Linked DNA regions of Mus musculus: all the other regions are linked to region 3. Evidence: chromatin contacts called from public Hi-C and HiChIP or PLAC-seq data. All regions are on one chromosome and are shown on one strand. Each heading gives the region's core, a stretch centred on a gene start, on an enhancer-like site or on the middle of the called end of the contact. The rest is flanking DNA. Distances are from core to core; before and after follow the strand shown.

Region 1 (2,765 bases), core at 114-2,613, 270 kb after region 3:
AAGGAGTGGACGAGTGAGCAGGAAGTCAAGACAGTTGGGAAGCTGTACCACAGGACTAGTCAGTGAGCAGGAAGGGGTAGGGACCTGTGTTACATGGAGAAGGGATCAGAAAAGAAATGATGGTTGAATCACTGGGCAGGTCTGCTTGTCATTAGGTATGTCATTTGCTGATGGTCCCTTAGCCAGCTTTTGCTGTTGTCCTTTGTTTTGGGGTGCTTGGAATTCAATCAGGGCCTTGGGTGTGCTCGGCAAGTACCCTACTGTTGGACTACAGCCCCAACACTGTTTATCTATTCTTTAACCTCTCTCTTTTCCTTATTTTGCTTGCTTGGTTTTGTTTTTCAGACGGGGCCTCACTATATATAGCTCAGCTAACTTGGGACTCCTTCAAGTGTTGGGAGTGAATGCCTGGGTCACCATACCCAGCTTTCTTTTGGTTCTTTAGCAGTTATTAATCAGGACCATGACAGGTACACTTTGGAAGTCTGACCTTTCCAAGTCTTTTGTTCAAGTCATCTTCCCACCGTGGGTGGCCACTGGACCTAATTCTAGCTAAGATGGTAAAAACAGGAAACAGATGCAGGGATTCTTAGAAGTATTTGTTTTGTGGCACAGGTGCCATATTTTCCTTCCATCCCACCCTCAGCACCAGACTGTGTGTGAGGGTTGGCAATGGAGTCACCAGAACCCAACTGCCATTAAATAAATCTAGAGAGTTTTGACCCAACACAGTTACAGTGAACCTATTGATCCTCTTGGCCATCATGAACAACGTTGTATGTGAAAAACAATTCCTTAGCATTAGTGATCTAGGTCTTTGTTATAAACTTGTATCTTACAGGTTTGAGAGTACTTTTGACTTAGACCTCTTGTTTTGATAACCTCTTAACAAAGTTATCTATTATAAACAACTCTTAAAAAAAAAAGAAAACAAAACAAAAAAGATCTAGAGCAAAGAAAAGAAGAAAAAGCAAGCCAAGTCAAGCCAGCCACAAAGGGGCTGTAGATAGCATCTCTTTGGTTACTCCTTTTTCCTCCACAAATGAGGCACTACTAAGATTTATCACTGTGAGATTGAGACAAGAGTTATAGGTGTCTGGCCTCCTGTCTCTGCACCACCGTATATTTCTTTAATGAAGTGTGAGACCAGAGCTCCATAAATTCCCATAGTAGCAGAAGCAGGCAGGAGCTCGTCAGCGGAGCTATTCAGGGAGCCCAGCATCACTCTTTGCGTATTAGAGAAGTTCACAGCTGGCTAAAAATAGGCTTGGAGAGAAGAAGTCGCTTTTAGACCGCAGCTCATTTTGGATTTCTCTGGAGCCCCATTCTGGGCCACCGTGTATTTCCTTTTTCCTTTCGTTCTAGTAAGAGCACCCAGGCGGGTCAGAGACAATAGCTGCATGGTTATCTTTAGTTCCACTGTGCACTGAAAGCAGAACTCCGAAGAAATAACAGTAAGCCCCGGGGTACATGGACTGTTACTGCTTTTTAATAAGCGCTAACGCGAATCGAGTCTTTCCTGTGTCCTGGTCTCAGTGCTTGCTTTAAATTCTCAAAACAACCCCAGGAAAGAAAAAAAAAAGCTATTAATAGCCTCCTCCCATCTTTAATGAGGAACCAAAGATTCAGAGCAGACAAGCAACCTGTTTCCAGCCATAGAGCCCTGGGGTGTGAACCAGCGTCTGATTCTTTTCAGAGCCTGCACCCTCAGTGCCACCCCTGTAAGGATACACGCGCCTTTCTGCATCCCATTAGTATGACTCTTGTTGTAGGCCAATGAAGCAAGCAGAGGGGGACACTCCAGGGCCTCCTCGGGGAACGGACTACACACATGAAACCGGGACTTGAACTGTCAGTTTTGGAATCTTTCAAGACACAGGCAGCTCAGTCATGGAGTACACGTGGAATCCTCTCACGAGACTGCGTTCTAAGATTCAGCAATGGGTCCTCTGTCAAGGAACCAGCTGGCCCTGGGCTGCCCTGATTTATTTAGGGTCTTTGAAAGACATGTTCCTCCCTTATACCTGTAGTGAGCGATGTTTGGTACTTGTATGTACGACCTCAAATGTAATACTGTTTTCACGGTTGATCAAGCAGTCCTTCCTTCATATTGCAGGATCGAAGTGTGAGTTGGAGAGGGTAAATGTCTCCCGTGGAATGCGGCCAAGTTAGCTGATAAAGCTAATACCAGATCTCTTTGAACGTTTAAATTATCGAGTGACAAGAGAGCTGAGCCTTAGTTTATAGGGCTGAGGGTAGGTATTGTGCACGTGGATTTTTTTTTTTTTTGAAATACCTGAGTTTTGAAAAATAACGGTGTTCTGCCCACATTTTCAAGCACAGTGGTAGTCAAAAGAAAAACTCTATGGAGGTAATAATACCTTGTATTTTAAATACTACTTGTCTCTGAAAAGCTCAAAGCACTCTATAATCATTTCCTTATTATCACTCTCAAAACTTCCTGGGTCAAAAAGTTACAAAGTTTGTATCTTAACAAACGGGCCTCAGTTTCCTCTTTGGACATAAGTGGTTAGATGGTGAAGTTATCCTCTTAGAACTGTCAGTCCCAACAGTTTTCCTGCTCTCCCCTTCCCCAGCCTCAGAAGCACCCTCCCAACCCCCAACCCCTGCCAGCCAGGAACCCTGCTTAACTCTTTGTAAACCTAACAGGGGAGTCTCATGGTATAGAACCGTGAACTATTTCAAGTTACAAAGGTTCATGCAGGTAAGGCTAAAGGTGGAGATGCTTCCAGGTGGGCAGGGGC
Region 2 (3,101 bases), core at 219-2,718, 270 kb before region 3:
TATGATTTTAGGCTTATCAATAACCAATTCAGAAGGAAATTTAAGTTTTGTTTTACAGGTGGGAGGCCTTACTCCTGGATCAATAGTCAAGCATGAGTGGTTGGTGCTTACAGAGAAATAATTAACTAAGCCATTGCCTTTGCTATTCTTATTATATCTTATTCCATCAATTAAGTAACAACAAACCAAACACAAGAACAGAAAGAAAAGAGTCCCATGGACTGGCACCCAGGGACTTGCTTGTCTTGTCTTATTCACAATGTCTTTGGGACACCTGTGTCGAGCCGTGTGATACGAAGCTGGATCCCACGAGCAGGGTCTTCTGCTCTAGAACTTTAGCTCCTGGAGAGACAAGCAATCCTAGCACCGCCTGTACTAAGTCCACCTGCCATGCAGCTTGTTCTAATTCACACTCTCTGTTTCCCTCTGAAGTTCTGATGCAGCTTATCAGAACTGTGAAAGTTTAGAAGGAGTTGGAAGTGCCGATACCTCGGTCAAGGGCACGAGGTCCAGGCTGCATCCTGGAATCGATTCTGAACAGAGAGGGCCTTTAGGTAAAATGGAACTGAAGTCTGAGAAGATTTCAACCTTTCTGGGTAGCTATGAAAGGAGGCCATTAAGTCAAGGACCTCAATGACAGGGTCTTATGAGGGGGAGAAAACACAGAAAGGATAGTAAGGTTCTCTATTATTTGAATTCACTCAGCTCTTCCATGTGTATGATTAAATATTTCCCACATACTCTGCGTTGCTTGAAGTGCAGAGTGCTATGACACACAACCTGAACAGAGGGAGCCAGCGACTTAAGCAATCTCAAGGATCATATAATAGAGTCTGGATAATAGAATCTGCCACACTATAGAAAATGACTAAAAACATGAAACTGAAGCTTTGTTGTGCACCGAGGTAAGCAAACATTAACAAAAAAATGGAAGATAGGTATATCCAAGAAGCAAACCAGCTTCCTTGAGCTAAGTGAGTCTGAGTCTCACTGCACACATACGGAATGGTGAACAGGTCCCCAAACCTAACTACTAAGTACAGATGCAACATTTGTAGAATAGCTTTTCCTCAGTAGACTAAGGGTGCTTACAAGGGTTGCCTCATTTCATCCTCAGGGAGCTGATGGAAAAATATCCCATTATGTCCAGTATATAGATGAGAAAGAAAAACCAGGGCTTGGAAAGAGCAAGTAACTTGCCCACGACAGAAAGCTTTGACTGAATTCTATTCAAACTCACGTTCTTTGCATGCTGCTACAGTTTCCCAGTATTTTATGTAAGACCTTTGCTTACAAAGCATAAAAATAAACAGCTTAAGATGCCTTCCACAGAAGCATTGTTACAGTAGCAATGATCAGTGGCACAGTAAAAAGGGACCAAACAGGAGCTATAAAAAGGTTACTGCTCCCTGCTAGACGAGAGCTAGATGGCTGGACGAGGCTTTGCTGACTTGGCTGCCAAAACTTGCAGCAATAAACGATTGCACAAGGCTGTCCTGAGTCGCTAGAAAGTGCAGCCCACTTAAAAGAGGTCAGAATTATAAAAGGCCTTCCTCTTTTCAACAATGATTTCACAGGGTGGTACTTGAAGAGTAGAATGATGTAAGAGGTGAGGTTTTGCTGACTAGACTTTTTCTTATTGTAGATGCTGCTGCTTCCAGATAGACAGGGCACTGCTATGCTTATCGTTACAGTCTGAACAGCTAGTGACATGCAGCACTGCCCAAGTCGCAGGACAAGGAAGAAATGTGACTCTGACTGATGGTAACCAGAAGCCACCCTACGCCTGTGTCTCTAGTCTCACTTCTAAAGAGAGCAGTTAGGCGAGTGACCTGAAAACAGTTCCTTTCTCTCCCACCTGCTTTAGCTGATGGGATTATAATGCTGCCACATGTGTTTAAGTTGTTCCTGGAAGGAAAACAAAGTAAGATGGAAACCAAGAGATGAAACGTAGAAATGTCAGTCGTGGAGAACTGTTCTTTGTGCCACACATCCTTGGGTTTCAATGAACTTGAGTTTTCAGAATTTTGTTACCAACTGTGCTGGCTTAATTTTATGTTAACTTGAGACAAGCTGGAGTCACTGGAAAGGAGGGAACGTCAATGAAGAAAGCGCCATCATAGATCTGGCTGTAGGCAAGTCTGTAAGGCATTTTCTTCATTAGTGGTCAATGGGGAAGAGCTCAGCTCATCCTTGGGCTGGTGGTCCTATGTTCTATAGTAAATCAGGCTGAGGGAGCCATGGAGAGCAAGCCACCAAGCAGCATCCTTCTATGGCCTTTCCCTCATTTTCATCAGTGATGGACTGCTACCTGGAAGTATGAACTGTTTCCTAAAAAAGCTGCCTTTGATCATGGTTTTTCATCACAGTAGCAGTAATACTAAGACATCAACCAAGGCAGAAATTCCAATAAAATTAAACTCTGGAGATCTACAAATTTCTGAGTCCCTTATTCTCAAGGTTTCTTTGCTGTTGAAATGCCTTGACAGAGGGTGCAACTGTGACTAATTTTTAGGTTTGTAAAAAGTACTACTTTTCCATGGATATGTTCAACAGATAGATCAAAACCAGAATGACAGTAAAGGAATTTACTTTGGGTATAAAGTTTTCTTATTAAGTAATCTACTCTATCAGAAGGTAGCTAAATAGATTAAATAGCCATATAAAATGCTAAGGAAATGTTATTTATTTTTAGTCACTAAGTTTTGCTATTCAAAAATAGCTTTGTTCTTTAAAACAGAAAACCATTTCTAGCTCAGTCAGAATTAGAATGCAATTCTCTTTAATACTTTATAATAAAGAGTTTCTCTACACCATAGACAACCTGGGGGATTAGGGAGGTAAAATGATTCTGCAGAGATAATTAGTCCAGAAGTTTAGAAGGCCATTGACAAATTCTGCCACCTGCTAAGTCTTTCCTAAAATACTGAGATTTCAAATGCATGATAAGACTGTATGACTCTGAGAACAGGAATCCTTCATATACATGACAGAGAACATACTGTTCCTATATACATGGATAAAAAACACAGGCAAGACAGCTTTCTGGCTGACCTTTGGTTGAAAGGCAGCCCCCTCCTAACACAATTTTTGACCTCATG
Region 3 (3,140 bases), core at 141-2,640:
GCAAAAGATTTCTCAGAAGAGTCCTCTATTTAATGGAATTATGTCTGCAGATCTATGAAATAATAAAATTATTAAGAAGCTAAGAGACCTGGTGTGTGTGTGTGTGTGTGTGTGTGTGTGTGTGTGTGTGTGTTTCAAATTATGCAATGGATGGAACACATAAAAATCTATATCAAAAATCTGAATCCAGGGCATGCTAAGAGAGAAGACCAACATTGTCAAGCACACTGTAAAAGCATCTTTACTTGATCAAACTTGTGCTTAAACATCAGGCTTTGAGTTATGTGTCTGTTCCCATAGGTTGCTTCAGAGACTTTCCTACATTTTAGGAAGGAGTCCTCATCATGCGTCTACTCCAGGTGTTTATGGATGGGAAATGCTCCAAACACACACCAAAGACCAAAGCAGCAAAGGGTCAGAGAGCAACAGCTACTGCTGCCTCTGTACTGAGATCATGCAAGCTTCCAAAGACATGATCACTTTTCCAGCCAGCCTGTGGATTTGGTCCTCTATACACAAGTCCCGATGCTGTGTAACTATGATAGGAACATTACAAGTGACTGATACAGACAGAGGAGAGACATAATTATCCTATTTTCATAAAAAGAAAAAGGAAATATCAAAGTACTAAGAGATATCTGAACTGGCAAACAAGATAACCTAGGTCAAAGGTTGAACAACCTAAAACTTAACAAGCAGCCCTGTGAGCGCTTGCTTGAACCTTTAGTCTAGGGAAGCCCAAAAGAGTCCAAGTTCATTGCCTCATGTAAGCAGGGGTACTGGAAGGAGTCAAGGGGCTGGGAGACTGGGATGTAAAGTAACTAAATAAATATTTTTAAATGAGTTTATAGACTGTAACTCTGTTGGTAAAAGTGAAATGTGGGATGGATCATTGAATAAATGTAGTATGAAGGAAACATGTCATGGTGACAATACTGGTGATAATAAAGTATTTCAAGTTGAAGATGCATACCTAGAACAAGGTGATCACCATATAAATGGGCAAGGACTGACAGAAGTGAGCACATTCTTTTTGATGTTACAGACACCATCATTTTATCTGACTTTACATGGAGTAACTGTGTTGAATAACCTGTGCACTTTAGGTTATTTAAAGTTCCCATCCCTACCTTCATTTTTTAAGCTAGAAACTTTGCCCATTCACTCTTCCCAAATCAGACTTAGTTTGATGAGGTGTTAACAGATTTCACTCAGACTTTGGGAATGGATGGCCTAGTAAAGCCAGGGAGAAAGCTCTAGTTCCAATCATTCAATGCAGTGGTACCAAGGTGAAATAACATATAGCAAGGGAATAAAGCTCTCAAAGGCCTCACAGTAAGTCTATGACTAAAGGCAGCATAATACTAGGACAAGAGAATGGCCTATTTTTAGTATGTGAGACTGTTTTTGAGAACCACCAGGACACTGAACCTTGATTTCTGTTCCTACTATACCTTGTCCAGTGATAAGTAAAAATCTTTCCCATGATCCCCTTTGACGAATGGGAACAGCCCAAGATGTGAAAGGTGAAGTTCACCTCTAGCCTTCAGAGACCCAGAGGACAGGAAAGATACATGGGAACAGAAAAGAAAGGCATTGCCAGGGCCACAGTGAACATACGGGTCAGCCCTGAGAAAAAGAAAGATGAGGAAGTCACCATTCTCAGCATCTATTGCAAACCACCAGCCTCTCTCACTTCCCTTGCCCACAGAGACGGCTTTTGCCAGTCAAGGAAGAAGTAGTTTCATAAAAAATGATCAGAGGAAGAGATGAGGGTGGGGTAGGAGAGTAAGATGTTTCACTGAAAGGGCAAGGCCAAGTGTTCAAAGGACATGGATTTATTCCTTCAACATCCCTAGACCGCTTTATAAAACAATCAAGTCAGAAACTATTAGCTGGGTTGATTTAGTAGACTCTTTGACCCAGGACACAAAAGGTTTAAGAAGATACAGAGAGGCGAACTTGACCTGACCAGTAAACATTTCAAATATGACAACTGCTTAGAGAGCCACACAAGAAAGTTGGACTGAGTAGCCGGGCTGGCTTTCTATAGTTATTAACTGCCATGCCACCACTAGTATCATTATGTAACACAGTAGCATATGGGGAACATTACGCGGTGTGTTTTCCAAAGCTTCTCTGTCCAAGTGGGTGAGGCAATGGCCTCCTTGAATCAAAACCTATTGCTCCTTAAGGCTTGCATAGCTGTCTTGATTAAACACAGCAGCAGGCTCCGGTTGAAGGGACAATTCTTCGCTTTGGAGGGGAGGTAGAAGAGGGTAATTGCCAGATGTTTGCAATTTTAGCTATAAAAAGATGGCTGCTTTCCATTCCTGAGTATGTTGAATCTTTTTTTTTTTTTTTCTTTCTACCCAAGCTATTGTGGTTCACTTAAATAGGCCATTGCGCTGATGAATCATCACTCAAAACTACAATAATGGAAGCAGAAAAAAATATGGCATTTTAAATTCCCATGTAAGAGGAATAAATTAAAATGTACAGGTACTACTTATGTGCTAGGCAACAAAAATCATGTTAGTGCTTAAGATGCTCGTTTGGAGTCTTAAGAGCTGTGCGTGGGTCTCCCCTTGACTACTTCCTACGATCACGGATAGGCACCAATGCCTTAAAGCAAACCTCAGGCTGGCTACCTGTGCAGTGGAGGTAAGAATTCCTCTCTGGCCTGATTCTCAGCAGGAAGTCTCTGAGGACATCCATTCCTATCCTGTCTTATAAGCCAGACATAGACCAGGGGAGGTGTGTGATTCCTTCTCAACTGAAAAAAAAAAAAAACAAGAAAAAATATGAATTGTTTCAAAACCACATTAGAAGTATATATACGCATATTCCTGGTGATTCCTAATTATGAAGCTCCAGGACTAGCACCAACTATCAAGTCCTCTTCTTATATACTATGCACAAAATATGGGGGTGAGGAGAAGAGAAGGGAGCCTAGTTATTATTTAAACAACACTAATATAACTCATTTGAAAGCAGTGACTACTTGGGAAGTACTTGAGTATCTGGGGACACCAGTGGACCAAGTGGAGACGGGAGACTGACTGAATTTCATAATAACTGAAAGCATACAACAGACAGATCTACCTGCCATAATGCGAGGAGAAACAAAACCCAAACCA
Region 4 (2,700 bases), core at 43-2,542, 420 kb after region 3:
TTGAAAACCAAGGGTTCCCCTGACCCTCCCCCCTCCTCCACACACATACGCACAATGTCAGGCTTGTGGTTTAGGAACCAACAATTTTGACAAAGACACAGTTAAGATTCTCTGCAACAATGACCAGGACAAGTTTAAATAAAAGTACGAATTCTCATTTGAAGCTTTAGAGGAAGACATGGAGCGGCTTTGTTTGTTAAAACTCAGGTGGCATGAGTCGAATGGGCTTTCAAAGTACTTGTACCAACTAATCTTTCAGATGTTTCTAGTGGGGAGCAGAGCCTGATCTGGCTGTACTTACACGTGTGGGCCAGCTGTGGGCCTTTTTTCCTTACCCCGTGTTACTGATATTGTGGCCTCAATAGCGCTGTGGTGCAAATACTTACAGCCAATCTTATATTTTTATTTATTTATTTATTTTTAACCACTGTAGAAACAGTTGTTAAGCATTTCCCAGGCACCCAAGCTAGCAACTAATTGAGCCTGGCACCAACTGGTACCCAAATGTTCTCTGTCATGTGTACAGGCTCATCTTCAGGATTGGTTTTGGCCTCTAACCACAAAGTCATACCTGAGTGCCATTCTTTAAGTGGGAAATTCTTTCCATCTGCCTTTGCAAAATCATGCTGATGGGTTTCCACTAATAATAGTCCTCTGTGTGCATGTGGAGCTTGCAAAGAGTCTGCATGGCCCTCATCACTTTCAAGTTTCATGTGATCCATGGGGCAGATGCCTTCTCTCCTTGGTAGAAAGAAAAGGGTCTGACAGGGAATGTGACTGCTCCCACAGTCAGAGGCCTTGCAAGTGGCAGGTGGACCTTGAGCCATCTTCAGCTTCCGCGTTCTGTGCACCTGCCTCTCACCAGCTGCTTCCTTCACCTCAGACACTTGCTAGATCACTCACTTGCTCGCAATGCCTGAAGGTTAGGCTGCTGTCGGCAGCATGGAAGCGTCTAGCAGCCATTTGGGGTTAACACCAGTCTTGGACTTTGACAGGAAGGAATAGACTCTCTAGCTTGGGGGTGTAAATATAAGCCACCCATTTCGCTATTCTGCCGAGAAGAAAGGTGTCCACTTTTGTTCCCTGTTGGTGCTTGGTTTTCTGTGATTCCGTTTAAACGCTGTTATGGGGACCTTGTGTTTTTAGGTCCTTCTCTCAGTAAGAACTTGGAGCCTCTCAAATGACCCAGCATAAATGGTCCGCTTCCCTTCTTGCACAACCCCCACCCAGCCTTGTTACTGCCCAGCGCTGTATTGATTGGAAAGCATTTCACAATGCGTTTTCAAAACATGCTGAAGGTCGAGACTGAGTGACTCATAGGCCGTCACATTTCTTTCTGCTTTAGTCCCTCTGGACTTTATCGGTTAGGTTGGCTAATGGAAGTCCCTAAAGAAACTGTTAACTGCCCAACCTTGGCCAGTAGGATGCAGGATTAGTAGGTGGCTTCACAAAATAATTCCTAATCACGTCTGTGGCGATGGACCTGTGGAAATCTCTTTGGTTTTTGAATGCCAAGTCTCTAGAAGAATAAGAAGTCAGGAGAGGGTTCCCGAGCTCATTTTGCCAGCTCTGGCTCCCAGAGCATCAGAGAGCCGACAACGTCAGGTGAGCGAGTCAGCTGATACCCGAGGCTCTCCTGCTGCTCTGGGTGATCTATGCCACTCCATTCGTCTGGGGAACTTGGGGCCATGACCCTGATCCAGGCCTTCAGAGCTGGCTGCCAGAGGCTAAAGGATGTTGTCCTGGGCAGTGAAGAATGCCTGGGAGCATAGTAGTAACGGATAGTTCCGGGTAGCAGTGAGGGTTCTGGGCTAACACACAGCCTTATCTCCACTACCTGAGGTTTTTGACCAGTGGCTCGGCCAGTTAGCATCTTGATTTTCTACCACCTGGTAAAGGAAGGTCTTCCTGACACTTTATTTCCCAGGCTGGCTTTGAAGAGCAAATGATAGAATGTATGCAGAGTATCATCAGGAAGAGCCTGCAGCATGACTCCTTATGGACTACTAGAACACTTGGCTTTGAATTATTAATTAATTAATTAATTTTTATTTTTCATAGTTTCCTAACTTTTTAAATTAGATATCTTCTTTATTTACATTTCAAATGTTATCCCCTTTCCTGGTTTCCCCTCTGAAAACCCACTACCCCTTCCCTCCTCCCCTGCTCATGAACCTACCCACTCACTCTTCCTGGCCCTAGCATTCCCCTACACAGGGACTTAGAGCCTTCACAGAACCAAGGGCCTCTTCTCCCCTTGATGACCGACTAGGCCATTCTCTGCTACATATGCAGTTGGAGCTATGAGTTCCACCATGTGTTTTCTTTGGTTTTGTCCTTGGGAGCTATGGCAGTACTGGTTGGTTCCTATTGTTGTTCCTCCTATGGGGCTACAAACCCCTTCAGCTCCTTGGGTCCTTTCTCTAGCTCCTTCATTGGGGACCCTGTGCTCAGTCCAATGGATGGTTATAAGCATCCACTTCTGTATTTGTTAGGCATTGGCAGAGTGTCAGCAAGTACTTATTGGCATCCACAATAGTTTCTGTGTTTGGTTATTGTATATGGGATAGAACCCCAGGTGGGGTAGTCTCTGGATGGTCATTCAGCTTTGGAATTCTTTACATGCAAGCTTTTTGAACCCCTAAAAAATACTGTTCTAAAAAAATAATCTGTCATAAAAATTAAAGCTTCCAAGTGAGT

The links. A called contact is a pair of places that touch in the nucleus more often than the background predicts. HiChIP or PLAC-seq counts read pairs in DNA pulled down with a chosen protein or histone mark.
Region 1: an H3K27ac HiChIP or PLAC-seq map of microglia shows a contact between it and region 3, with 4 times the contacts expected there. The contact joins two enhancer-like sites. A contact is called at or near these places in 1 of 15 datasets of contacts at CTCF or cohesin (large pre-B cells), 5 of 484 Hi-C or Micro-C datasets (B cells, bone marrow-derived macrophages, centrocytes and 1 more) and 4 of 115 datasets of contacts at active chromatin or transcription factors (the 230-238 cell line, bone marrow-derived macrophages, microglia and 1 more).
Region 2: a contact with region 3 is called in an H3K27ac HiChIP or PLAC-seq map of microglia, with 6 times the contacts expected there. The contact joins two enhancer-like sites. A contact is called at or near these places in 5 of 484 Hi-C or Micro-C datasets (bone marrow-derived macrophages, nephron progenitors and regulatory T cells), 4 of 115 datasets of contacts at active chromatin or transcription factors (bone marrow-derived macrophages, embryonic stem cells, microglia and 1 more) and 1 of 9 other capture datasets (bone marrow-derived macrophages).
Region 4: a Hi-C map of bone marrow-derived macrophages shows a contact between it and region 3, with 4 times the contacts expected there. The contact joins two enhancer-like sites. A contact is called at or near these places in 2 of 15 datasets of contacts at CTCF or cohesin (CD8 T cells and the NIH/3T3 cell line), 5 of 484 Hi-C or Micro-C datasets (the BV-2 cell line, bone marrow-derived macrophages, macrophages and 1 more) and 5 of 115 datasets of contacts at active chromatin or transcription factors (CD8 T cells, bone marrow-derived dendritic cells, bone marrow-derived macrophages and 2 more).

The regions. Positions count from the first base shown.
Region 1 is chr16:24,346,704-24,349,468 of GRCm38.p6, reverse strand. No RefSeq gene overlaps it. Among named protein-coding and RNA genes, the nearest start is that of Lpp, 45 kb to the left of the region's middle. Within about 2 kb of position 1,363, at least 74 of the 459 cell types and tissues checked have an H3K27ac peak or open chromatin away from gene starts, as enhancers often do. A contact at or near this core is called in the 230-238 cell line, B cells, bone marrow-derived macrophages and 2 more, where this site is marked.
Region 2 is chr16:24,890,113-24,893,213 of GRCm38.p6, reverse strand. The region is part of intron 10 of Lpp (LIM domain containing preferred translocation partner in lipoma); the gene reads right to left. Among named protein-coding and RNA genes, the nearest start is that of Gm22672, 7.5 kb to the right of the region's middle. Within about 2 kb of position 1,468, at least 35 of the 459 cell types and tissues checked have an H3K27ac peak or open chromatin away from gene starts, as enhancers often do. A contact at or near this core is called in bone marrow-derived macrophages and microglia, where this site is marked.
Region 3 is chr16:24,618,726-24,621,865 of GRCm38.p6, reverse strand. All of the region lies in intron 5 of Lpp (LIM domain containing preferred translocation partner in lipoma), which reads right to left. Among named protein-coding and RNA genes, the nearest start is that of Mir28a, 210 kb to the left of the region's middle. Within about 2 kb of position 1,390, at least 72 of the 459 cell types and tissues checked have an H3K27ac peak or open chromatin away from gene starts, as enhancers often do. A contact at or near this core is called in the 230-238 cell line, B cells, bone marrow-derived macrophages and 2 more, where this site is marked.
Region 4 is chr16:24,198,538-24,201,237 of GRCm38.p6, reverse strand. All of the region lies in intron 1 of Gm31814 (a long non-coding RNA gene), which reads left to right. Among named protein-coding and RNA genes, the nearest start is that of Gm32126, 40 kb to the right of the region's middle. Within about 2 kb of position 1,292, at least 76 of the 459 cell types and tissues checked have an H3K27ac peak or open chromatin away from gene starts, as enhancers often do. A contact at or near this core is called in bone marrow-derived macrophages, where this site is marked.